Regions from separate parts of the Pan troglodytes genome. Here region 2 is linked to region 1. The links are chromatin contacts, called in public HiChIP or PLAC-seq maps. All regions are on one chromosome and are shown on one strand. Each heading gives the region's core, a stretch centred on a gene start, on an enhancer-like site or on the middle of the called end of the contact. The rest is flanking DNA. Distances are from core to core; before and after follow the strand shown. Region 1 holds the start of ST8SIA1 (ST8 alpha-N-acetyl-neuraminide alpha-2,8-sialyltransferase 1). Region 2 holds the start of KCNJ8 (potassium inwardly rectifying channel subfamily J member 8).

Region 1 (5,287 bases), core at 71-2,570:
GGTCCTTTAATCTAAAAGGCCGCGCGCCTCCAAGGCAATGTGACATCTTGAGGTCTAGTGTTTGGGCACCAGCTGCCTGCACATCTGGATGCAGCACTGTCTTTCCTTTCAGGGAGGAGGCGAGGCGGAGGACCCCGGAGTGCACGCACCTCCTCGTGCGCGCGCTCGCTTGCGCCCGTGAACGTGTGTGCGTGTGTGTGTGTGTGTGTGTGTGCGCGCGCGCGCGCACACACACACACGGGCCGCGGGTCCGGGACCGGCTAATGGGGGTGGGGGCCCAGGAAGGAATAAATCTCCGCCAGCCTCCTCGCGCCTGGCTGCGGGTTAATATCCAACCAGTTAGAGAAAGACTAGGGTGACGGCAGCAGGGTGACAGCCTGGGCACACCGGCCGCTTGTCGAAGGATCAGGATATTAGCCAGTCTCCGCCACACTCAGGGACTGATATATTTCTATTGGCGGGGGGCTGTTGTTTTTTATTGTCTGCCGTTATCTCCAAAGAACAAGGGTACGAGTGAGGGCTGCGCGCTCTGGGCGAGTGTCGCGGCTCGGATCGGGTCGAAGGAGGCAATTTTGCGGGTGGGGGAGGGAGGGGGAGACCTTGATTTCCACCAATCCCTGGGCGTTTGTCTGCGAAGTCCGGGGCGCAGCGGAAGGCTGCGGCGCGCCGCTGAATTAACTGATGAGAGCGAGTTCTTTTCTTCTCCGGGAGGGGTGGAGAGCGAGGGTCCCGGCGGGCGAGGCGGAGGAGCCCGGGGCAGGATAGCGGTCCCGGGCCGTCGTGGAAATTTCCAAGGACTTGGTGCGGCGCAGAGAGCGCGTCTCGGGGCGGGTGGGTGGGGGGGGGTTGCCTGGCGGCGCAGCAGCGCGGGAGGCGGCGAAGGGCGCAGGAGCATCGCTCGGAGGGGACAAGGGGACGCCACGGGCCAAATGTCTGGGAGGGAGCCGAGCCTTCTCCCGGACCCTCGCCGAGGGCGACCGTGATGCTGCAGAACCGGCGGGAGCGACTCGCCGCCGCCGCTCTCTGCGCACTCGGAGACCCCAGCGCCCGCCTTCTGCAGGGGAAGCGACCATGGCCATAGATCGTGACTTCACCCCCAGCCACTTCCCCTAGAAAGAAATCCTTGGAAAAGTTGCATTTGAAAAAATCCTTGCGCTGACCTTTGGGGCCGACCGGGCCGAAGAAGCGTGCGTGCGCTTGCAAGTAAGAGAACCAAAGGTGTGTGTGCATGGGGGGCTGGCGGTGGGGGACCCTCCGCTGCCACTTCGCCTAGCTTTGTGCTGAGGCCCCGGCCCCCGCCCCTGGGACGCCGGGGCTGCGATGAGCCCCTGCGGGCGGGCCCGGCGACAAACGTCCAGAGGGGCCATGGCTGTACTGGCGTGGAAGTTCCCGCGGACCCGGCTGCCCATGGGAGCCAGTGCCCTCTGTGTCGTGGTCCTCTGTTGGCTCTACATCTTCCCCGTCTACCGGCTGCCCAACGAGAAAGAGATCGTGCAGGGGGTGCTGCAACAGGGCACGGCGTGGAGGAGGAACCAGACCGCGGCCAGAGCGTTCAGGTACTCCTGCCCTCGCGGCTCCTCCCCTCTAGCGTCCTTTCCTCCCCGAGTGCAGAGGACAGGGTCACCGGCGAGGACCGCCTTGCACCGCCTCGCAGAGGCATCCCTTTCATCCGCTCTTCCATGTCCTTTCCCTCCATTTGTGCCATTCCCAACCTGGAGACTTTAGTCAGGGTTCCTTCCCCACCCCTGATCCCCAGAGATGTGCAGACACCTGCTTTGCGCATGTAAAGACTCGACGCATTTCTTCCCAAAGCGGAGTTTTATTTAACAATTTACGGATAAACAAAACAGAGGGAAGGAGAACCCAGGATAACTTAGTCTCTTGCACTTAATGAGAATTTACCTCTTGGGCTCTGCAGACATTTGAAGCTGTAGGGAACAAGAAGCAGGTAAAAGGCATCTCCCCGAGGTGGAGTGCACAGTCGGTAACATAAGTTCCCAACGTCGGAGTGATGGGCAGTAGATACATGGACGGATCCCGCAGCTTTGCGCAGTGTGCCCACAGCAAGTGCATAGTACTGACTGACATCCTACTAAGAGACGATACTGTGCAATTTTTGTGTTGAAATCTCGAACAGCTTTCTAGTATTATTATCTCATCTTGTTGACCACAAATTGATTCTTTAGAAGGATGAGTAACTTCCCCAAGGTCATTACTTTTGACCTGTGGGTGCTGGATTTTTCATCACTTAAAGCTCCAAAGCTCCCAGCTCTTTTTATTGGCTTAGGCTGTGGATGCCTCTGGAAGATGGGAGATGTACTTTAAGTAGGCACCTGAAGTCAGAAAACAAACAAAATCCCCAAGCCAGGTTGGAAATCAGAACTCTGAGGATCACTCAGAGGTTGTAGATCCGCTTCCTTTCTGGGAATTTTAGATTAAATGTCTAAAAATAAGTTACGGCAGCAGGGGTTGTGTAGTTAGATTGGAGGGAAGGCAGAGCTGCTTCCCCTTCCTCTCCACCTCCCCAGGCATGTTGAGGGAACACACGGGTGCTTCCACCACTGCGAGGTGCCCCTTTCACCTTTAGTCTCTAGGGCTGAAGATGCTGCTGTTGGCTTCTTCCTGTGATTGTAGTGGTCTGGGTGGTTGGAAATGATCTCCTCTGCTCTGTAGAGGATCTTTCTAATCAGTGCAAGGGCAGGTGAGTTCTAATGTAAACATTTTTCACTGCAGTTATTTACAAATATTCAGGAGCATCTATACATTTTAAAAAACTTTTTAAACATATGGTTTCCATCTCCTTCTCAGGCCTCCTCCTGGAAAGAGGATTAAAAAGATAACAGAGCCAATTTGTTTAGAGGAAGGCAACTGCATTCTCCTTGGAAGGGAGGACTTTCCTTCTCCCTTTTTAGAACTCTATCATCATTGAATTTAAAAATAACCTCACTCTTCCTAAAAGTATCTAAGGGTTAATTTTTTCTTTCCTTCACAGTATTGATTGTGGGACTCAAAAGCAGGCAAAAGGCATCACATCCAGCAATTATTTTCCCTAAAGACAGAAAGCACTTTCATTTCAAGTGATCTAAGGAAATGAGTTAAGAACTTCCCATTGGTTTGCAATGAAAGAGTCCATTTTTTTAATATAGGAGGAGGAATAATGAAGCCCTCTTAGAGGATAGATTTCTTGTTGGAGGACACAATCAAGTGGAAAATGCTTCAAATTCTGAGACACACAGGCTGATAGTTTCTGAGACACATTTGTTCCTTGCTTTCTGTAGCCTGGAGTAATTTTCAGTGTGTTTGGCTGTTATTTGGTCTGGTCTCTATGTGCAGAGAATTACTTATTAAAATCCACACACTATGAAAACTACCTAAACACATATCCCTCAAAGTTAGTGGCTGTAAAAGCATGTAAAAGGCACCATTGCTTATTGAAATAAGTTTGAGCTTCAGAGTAGAATTCTGCATTTCTACACTGAGTATGCCGTGACTAGATAAACAGCAGAGAATCTTTGGCAAGTTACTATATTTTTTGAGTCCTGGCTTTCTTGTTTATCTACATTGCAGAGTTGTTAGAAGGTTTACATTTTTAATAAAAACTGATGCCAAGTATCTGGTACATTGTGTACCCAGAAAATGGTTGCCTTATAATTGTTATAAATTATATTTCTGGTATATGTTACAACTTAAATAAGGAAATCTGGGCAGCCCATGAGAATTTGGAATGTTTCTCCTGCCAGATTTACAGGTAAACGTTATTGGTCCCTACCCCTCTCCCCAGCCATGTACACTTAACGCTAATGAACAGGGACAAGACATTTTGAAAGGTAGGAGAAGTTTCATGGTTTGAGTTAATTATTTTTTACCTGCACATTTAATGTTCTTTAACATTTGGATTGTCAGTATATGGCAGTAGTGTTTATTTGTTAAATATTAGACCGGTCAGTCAGAAGCCATTATCATGTTAAGGAGACACAACTTTGACAAACAAGCATCTGTTTTTCTCCAGTCTGAAACATCTTCTGCATAAATACAGATATATGCACACAAATGCACAAGGTGCACTTATATGTTGAGATATAGGTGCATTTATTCACAAATCATGGAATGGTGTCATATATGTATAAAAATATAGATGTGTATACATACATAAATACAAACATTTGCAATCAGTCAATTAACCAATATTTCATGAGTGACTACTCTACATCAGATATGTGTTAGGCCCTGGGGGATAGCAGTGAATAGGATGGATAGATTGCCTCCTCTAAGAGCTTACCTCCTAGTAGAGGATGATTGACACACAAATAAATACGATGACTTAACATACGGTTAAATTCTGTGAAGAGAAAAGAGAGTGTTTCACTATGTTTATAAACACCAAAATTTAAGATTTTATTTTGCCCTCTGTGCTTCCATTTACTTTTGTAATTTTCTTCTTCTAGCTCAGTACTTGATATGTACTGAATTCTCAGAGAAGAACCTTGTCAAACTGCGTAGGAGATGGCAGGAAGAAAGTAAGAAAGCTGTAAGAGTTTTGGATAGAACAGGAAGTTTTCCTAATGTTTATGTGGTGATAGAAAGATAAAGGAATCAATAGATCCTATTATAGAAACTTTCTTAATTCTTGTTGCTTTTGATTAAGTGATACTGTGGGAAATGCCAAACCAAAGCAGTGTTTGTTTCTTCCATCAGATCCTCAGAAATGAACCTGAATTCAGAATTTATGTGCAAGGCTTTATTCGTGGCACCTGACATGGTAACAATAATAGTAACAATTAAGCTAACAAGTTATTAGGTGCTTATTATCTGCCTGACACTATGCTAGTATGTATTGTCTCATTTAATCCTCATAAGAATCTTGTATAAATTGATATATCATTATCCACATTTATGAAAATGAACATGCCCTGGTCTTCAAGGGAGTTGCTATAATCCCATGGAAAAGACAGATAATGTATATAATTAACTAACTGGAAATAGGGCCATCAAAGACAGGAAACATAGCAGAGTGAAAACCTTATGGATTTGGGAGCTGTCAGAACATGGTTGGAATTCTGGCTGTATCCCTTTCTAGTTGTGCAATCATTGGTAAGTCCAATCTCAGAGCTTCAGTTCCTCCATTTGTAAATTGGGGCTTGTAAGAATGTCTTACAAGTTTGTGGTGAAAATTACATGATAGCATATAGACAGTACCTGGAATGATGCTTGCCACATACCTCTGTTTAATACGTGATTGTTATAACAATAGAAACACCAGTGAAGTGCTGGGGACGTTCCCAGAACA
Region 2 (4,968 bases), core at 1,583-4,082, 550 kb after region 1:
AACAGCATATAGTGATTGAATAAGCAGATGAATAAAATAAGCCCTAAGTAGTAAATGTGCTCTTGAAAATTAATTGATTTTTTTTTGCCAATTTCTCAGCCAGAGGCAAATTTAAATGTTCACTGTTTGGACCATAATATGAGGGAGAGCTAGAGGTCAGTCAATAATAAATATTTATTGAGCAGCTACTATGTGTCCAGAAAGACTTTTGGGGGATAGAGGTATATGTCAGTTAAGCTTAAAATCAAGTTGTAAAGAGAAACTTAGCTAGCAAATGCCAGACAAGTTTAAGTATTGCTGACTTAGAGCAATTAGGGAAGTTAGGGAAGTTGCTAAAGAAGGGAGAAATGGATAATTTTGCAGGAGTGTCCAATTTTTTGGCTTCCCTGGGCCATATTGGAAGAAGAATTGTCTTGGGTCACACATAATGTACAATAACACTAACGATAGCTGATAAGCTAAAAATCACAAAAAAACTCATAATTTTAAGAAAGTTTACGAATTTGTGTTGGGCAGCATTCAAAGCTCTCCTGGGTTGCATGCAGCTCGCGGGCCACGTGTTGGACAAGCTTGATTTAAAGGTAGAGCAATATAGTAAAGAGAAAAGTGAGAATAAGAAAATTTTTGCAGACAGCTATAGAAACAGACTGCAAAGTGAATTCCAAAAGTTCACATTTCCTATGTGGGTTCTGAGAAATAGTTGCAAAACCATGAAGGGTAGAGAGAGATGAGAGAGAAAATGCAAGAGAGAGAAATACCATGTTTTGAACACTATTCCTACTTCTTTTCATTTGACAAGTATTTATTGAGTACCTATTCTTGGGATCTCGGAACAATTTGAGACCCTGGGTGTGTGGTGATAATAAACAATGTGCTCTCATGCAGCTTCCACTTAGGGCAGAAAAACTAGTTGAAGGACAAAGACATACACTGCTTAAGGAAACAATGTAGAAAGGGAATACAAAGAAAAATATATATCTGTAATATTCTTATAGCACACATTCTTTACCATTTAAAAATGATTACTATTTGTTCTTAGGCCTACTATTGTCAAACATTTACTTATTAATTTCTTCAAATTTGATCTTTATTATGTGCCGATTTTGAATCAATCAAGTTAAATTACTAATAAAAATATGACATTCTGTTATGAAAGCAAGTCAAAACAATTTAAAATTGCGTATTTGGAAGAATACATCTCACTGAAAAAAAAAAGAGTCTGAAATATGTATTATACCAAAAGAACGGAATTTTCAGAGAATTCAGATATGGATTTTTTTTTGTTGCAAATCTTCTCATAAATTCTCCACAGTACTTCAGCTCTTCTCATTCCAATTTTCTTACTATTTTTCTGTTACTATGATAAACATCACAGTCACCTCTGACTTTTCCCTTTTCCAATATTGACTCTGTATAACATTCCTTTTGTATGTATTTGTATAGTGCCCACTGATGCTACCTATTAGCCCAAGACCTCATTCCTTCTCGAATTAATGTAACAGTTTCCAGCACCCTCTTCTGCCAGTTACAGAATTTTGGAGCCCAGAGGGACTATACTCAAGAAATGCAACCCTTAAAGCCATTATATTCTCTGCTTCTGGATCAATCCTCTTAAAACAGGCTCTTATTGTGTAGTTTTCTGATCCAAATCTTTCCATGGCTTACCACTACATACTGAGGACTCCTCAGCTTCTTTTGTTGAGCATTTAAGGCTGTCTATGCATTTTTTAAGGCCCCAATATGCTTTTTCAACTTTGTATTTTTCATTCATTGATTCAAAAATATTTTTTGAGCCCATTTATAATTTAAATGGTGCTAGGGCCTTGCTACAAAGATGAACAAGTCACAGCCTTGCCCTCTAGCAGTCCCCAGTTTAAGGGAGGGGGTACAGGAGTGGTGGGAATGGGAGTGACGAGTACATGAAAATCTCATTAAGTATTGAGAGTAGGTGGTAACAGTGCCTGCTCAGGGAGCACTGAACTCAAGTGTCCAATCCTGCTGTGTAGCCAACTTGGCTTAATCAGTGCTGACGTGGGCTGTCTTTTCTCTGCTTTTCTGTATACCCTAAATATATCTAGGCTTACAAAGCCTAGATCAGATGCCAAATAATCCATGGATTTTTCCTTAGTCTCCTACTCTTAAATATCTCTCATTTGAATTCCCATGGCATTTTAAAATTTCCTTTCCTATTCTAATCACATCCCTGCTTGTATTAGAGAATCTCTCTCTTACTACAACTGCCTCTTAAAAGCAACAACTATGACATATATTTATATATCACTAGACATATAAACCTAAAAAAAGCTTACAAAGGTGTTCAGTAAATGTTCCCCAGGCTAAAATAATGAATAATAATGTGTACAAAGTCAAAGGTAAAATAGAACAATGGCGGGAATTGACTATACAAACTGATTCTTCACACACTTGTAAAACTATTATACTACATAAATTACTGCAAAAATTAATGACAGTAGAAAAGAGGACTACCACTAACAAACCAGGATCCTGGGCTTACAGGGGTTAAGGAGATCTAACCACAAGGAGAAAAAAAAAGTTCTAAATTTGCCTTCATTAAAGACTAATTTTAGGTCTTTGGCTAATTAAATGAATACATTGTTTATGCTCCATACACTTTCGGCCCGAGTCTTGGAAAATACGTGAAACTTCCAAGAATTAAAGTTTCCATTAACGCAAGTGCCAAAATCAGGAGGCTTGACCTGTGGGAAAAAGCACATTTGTCTTCGCTGGCTCCTTTTCAAAAAGCTATAGATGTTTATTGTATAACCTTTTTTGTGCGCAAATGCTGTTTTATCATTCAGACCCATCTAGACAGAGGAAGAAGCTGCAACATTTCAGAAAGCAACCAATTACTGAGGACCGAATGACCTGGCCTTATCAGCGCTGAAGTGTTAACGGCCGTCCCTGTTTGGGGTAAAATTTCTTCATTGGGAGCCAGTCAGTGGTTCTTTTTTTCTTTCTTTTCCTTAAGGGGCCGGGGGTGGTGGGGGGCAGTCGCTGTTTTGAGGTGTGTGTGTGTTTAATTCCCTGAGAACTGGCTTTGGCTGGTGAAGAAATAGTTTACTATAGTGGGTTTCAGAACATCTTCCACCTGTATCTCTCCTAGCAGGTGTAAATTTAATGTAAATAATTGTGTGTGCCCACAGCTTGAACGCTTTGGAAGAATATTTTCTGACCTCTCTGCTTTTATTCAGTCCGAAGTAGCCCAGTTATCATGAAGTAGCCCAGTTATCTACCTAGATTACAAAATAAAATTAAAATTAAATCTCCTTACGTCAGTGAACTTGGACTCAGAAAGTTCTCTCCCCTGAGCAGAGAGCCTTTTAAAGACTTGTGTGTCACGCTGGCGGCAGGGGGTCGCGGCTACTGGAAAGGAGCTGGCTCTGCAGGTCCCGCCCTCCCCCGGGTCGTCCCTCCCTCTGGCCTGCTCCCTACCTCCCGGGGACTTGCGCTCGCCCCCTCCCCGCCCGCCCCCTACTCCGCGACAACGTCGGCTTCCGAGGTCTGGCGTGCGTCAAAGCCCTAACTGGGAGGCTGATTTGTGGAGCATCGCCCCCCCCCCGCCCCCCCAGTTCCTCCTCCTTCCACTGAAGTGGCCAAGGGAGTTGAGCTGAGCAGGGGGAGGGGAAGATCTACACCCATCCCCCTTCCTCTAGCCCTCCCTGCGTTTAGATTCAGTTGCACCTTTTATTATTTTAACTCTTCTCCTTAGGACACGCAGCCCCCAATTTGTCCCTCCGGCCTGGGCGGCCCCTGGTCCCGCGCGCCAGCATGGGAGAGCGAGGGACCTGCCCGCGGCCCGCCGGCGTGTGCAAGGAGGTCCAGCCGCCGCGCCCGCTACCCGGAGTCTGTAAGTTTCAAAGCTGCTCCGGGGGAGGGGAGGGGGGAGGCTGTCCGTGTTCCCGTAAATGATTTAAAATGCAAAACACCGCAGAGGCTTGCAGTGATGGATGGACTTTTCGGGGCACACTCCCTACTGCAACCCGCAGGCTGTTGTCTTGGGTTTTTTCCCCCCCGCACCTTGTATATTTGATTCCTTCGTTGTAAAAAAAAAAAAAAAAAAAAAAAAAAAAAAAAAAAAGTTTTCAATTTATATTATGATTTCCACAGGAACCTTTTTAACTCTTTTTAGATGCAACTCATACTTCTTTCGCATTTAAAATAATTCTTATAACTTATAAATTCTATAGCACACCACTAATTATAATTTTGTCAGAGTACACGTTATTTAGACTGCGCAAGGAGTCATGGCCTTTGCTTACTTCTAAAAATAACGGAGGAAGAATTTTCTCTCTTTACTTTTAATATTGCTACATCATCTAAGTACTTTAATAAGTAGATCGTGCACCCAACTGGTCTTAATCTTCATGACTGACGCCACGTGCTGTAGCCTTGCACTAATTTACAGACGCGGTTAATCGCAGAGAATTATCTTTGAGCCTGCTGTTTACCGGAAGGCTCCTGGTTTTGTTTAACTAAGGCTATGTCCATATGTACTCAGAATAAGAAAAATTGAAACAGTTCTTTTTATTAAAACCAAGTAATTTTTCTGAGATCCCAGAACTGAAGCACAAGCTAGATTCATGTTTGGGTTAGTAAAAATCACATTTTTGGTTTTGCATGTCACCTCGCACATGTACAGACATATCCTTGAATACAAGGACCCAAGAGATGAGGATAGGGTGGGTTTTTAAGTTTTTAATGAATGTTTCCCTCGTGCAGGAGGACGGGTGTCCAGGGACGGAGAGGCAGGTGAGAGGGAGGTGGCTAAGCTGGCTATGGTGACAGGACGATGTTGGCCAGAAAGAGTATCATCCCGGAGGAGTATGTGCTGGCGCGCATCGCCGCAGAGAACCTGCGCAAGCCGCGCATCCGAGACCGCCTCCCCAAAGCCCGCTTCATCGCCAAGAGCGGGGCCTGCAACCTGGCGCATAAGAACATCCGTGAGCA

Evidence for each region. HiChIP or PLAC-seq counts read pairs in DNA pulled down with a chosen protein or histone mark.
Region 2: an H3K4me3 HiChIP or PLAC-seq map of stem cell-derived excitatory neurons shows a contact between it and region 1, with 4 times the contacts expected there. The contact joins the promoter of KCNJ8 here to the promoter of ST8SIA1 in region 1. A contact is called at or near these places in 1 of 7 Hi-C or Micro-C datasets (stem cell-derived neural progenitor cells) and 1 of 1 datasets of contacts at active chromatin or transcription factors (stem cell-derived excitatory neurons).

The regions. Positions count from the first base shown.
Region 1 is chr10:73,200,713-73,205,999 of NHGRI_mPanTro3-v2.0_pri, forward strand. ST8SIA1 (ST8 alpha-N-acetyl-neuraminide alpha-2,8-sialyltransferase 1) reads left to right here and starts at 1,321. Exons shown (of 5, transcript NM_001037303.1): 1 at 1,321-1,556. The coding sequence starts at 1,321.
Region 2 is chr10:73,747,766-73,752,733 of NHGRI_mPanTro3-v2.0_pri, forward strand. KCNJ8 (potassium inwardly rectifying channel subfamily J member 8) reads left to right here and starts at 2,833. Exons shown (of 4, transcript XM_009425751.5): 1 at 2,833-2,931; 2 at 3,731-3,868; 3 at 4,741-4,968. The coding sequence starts at 4,811.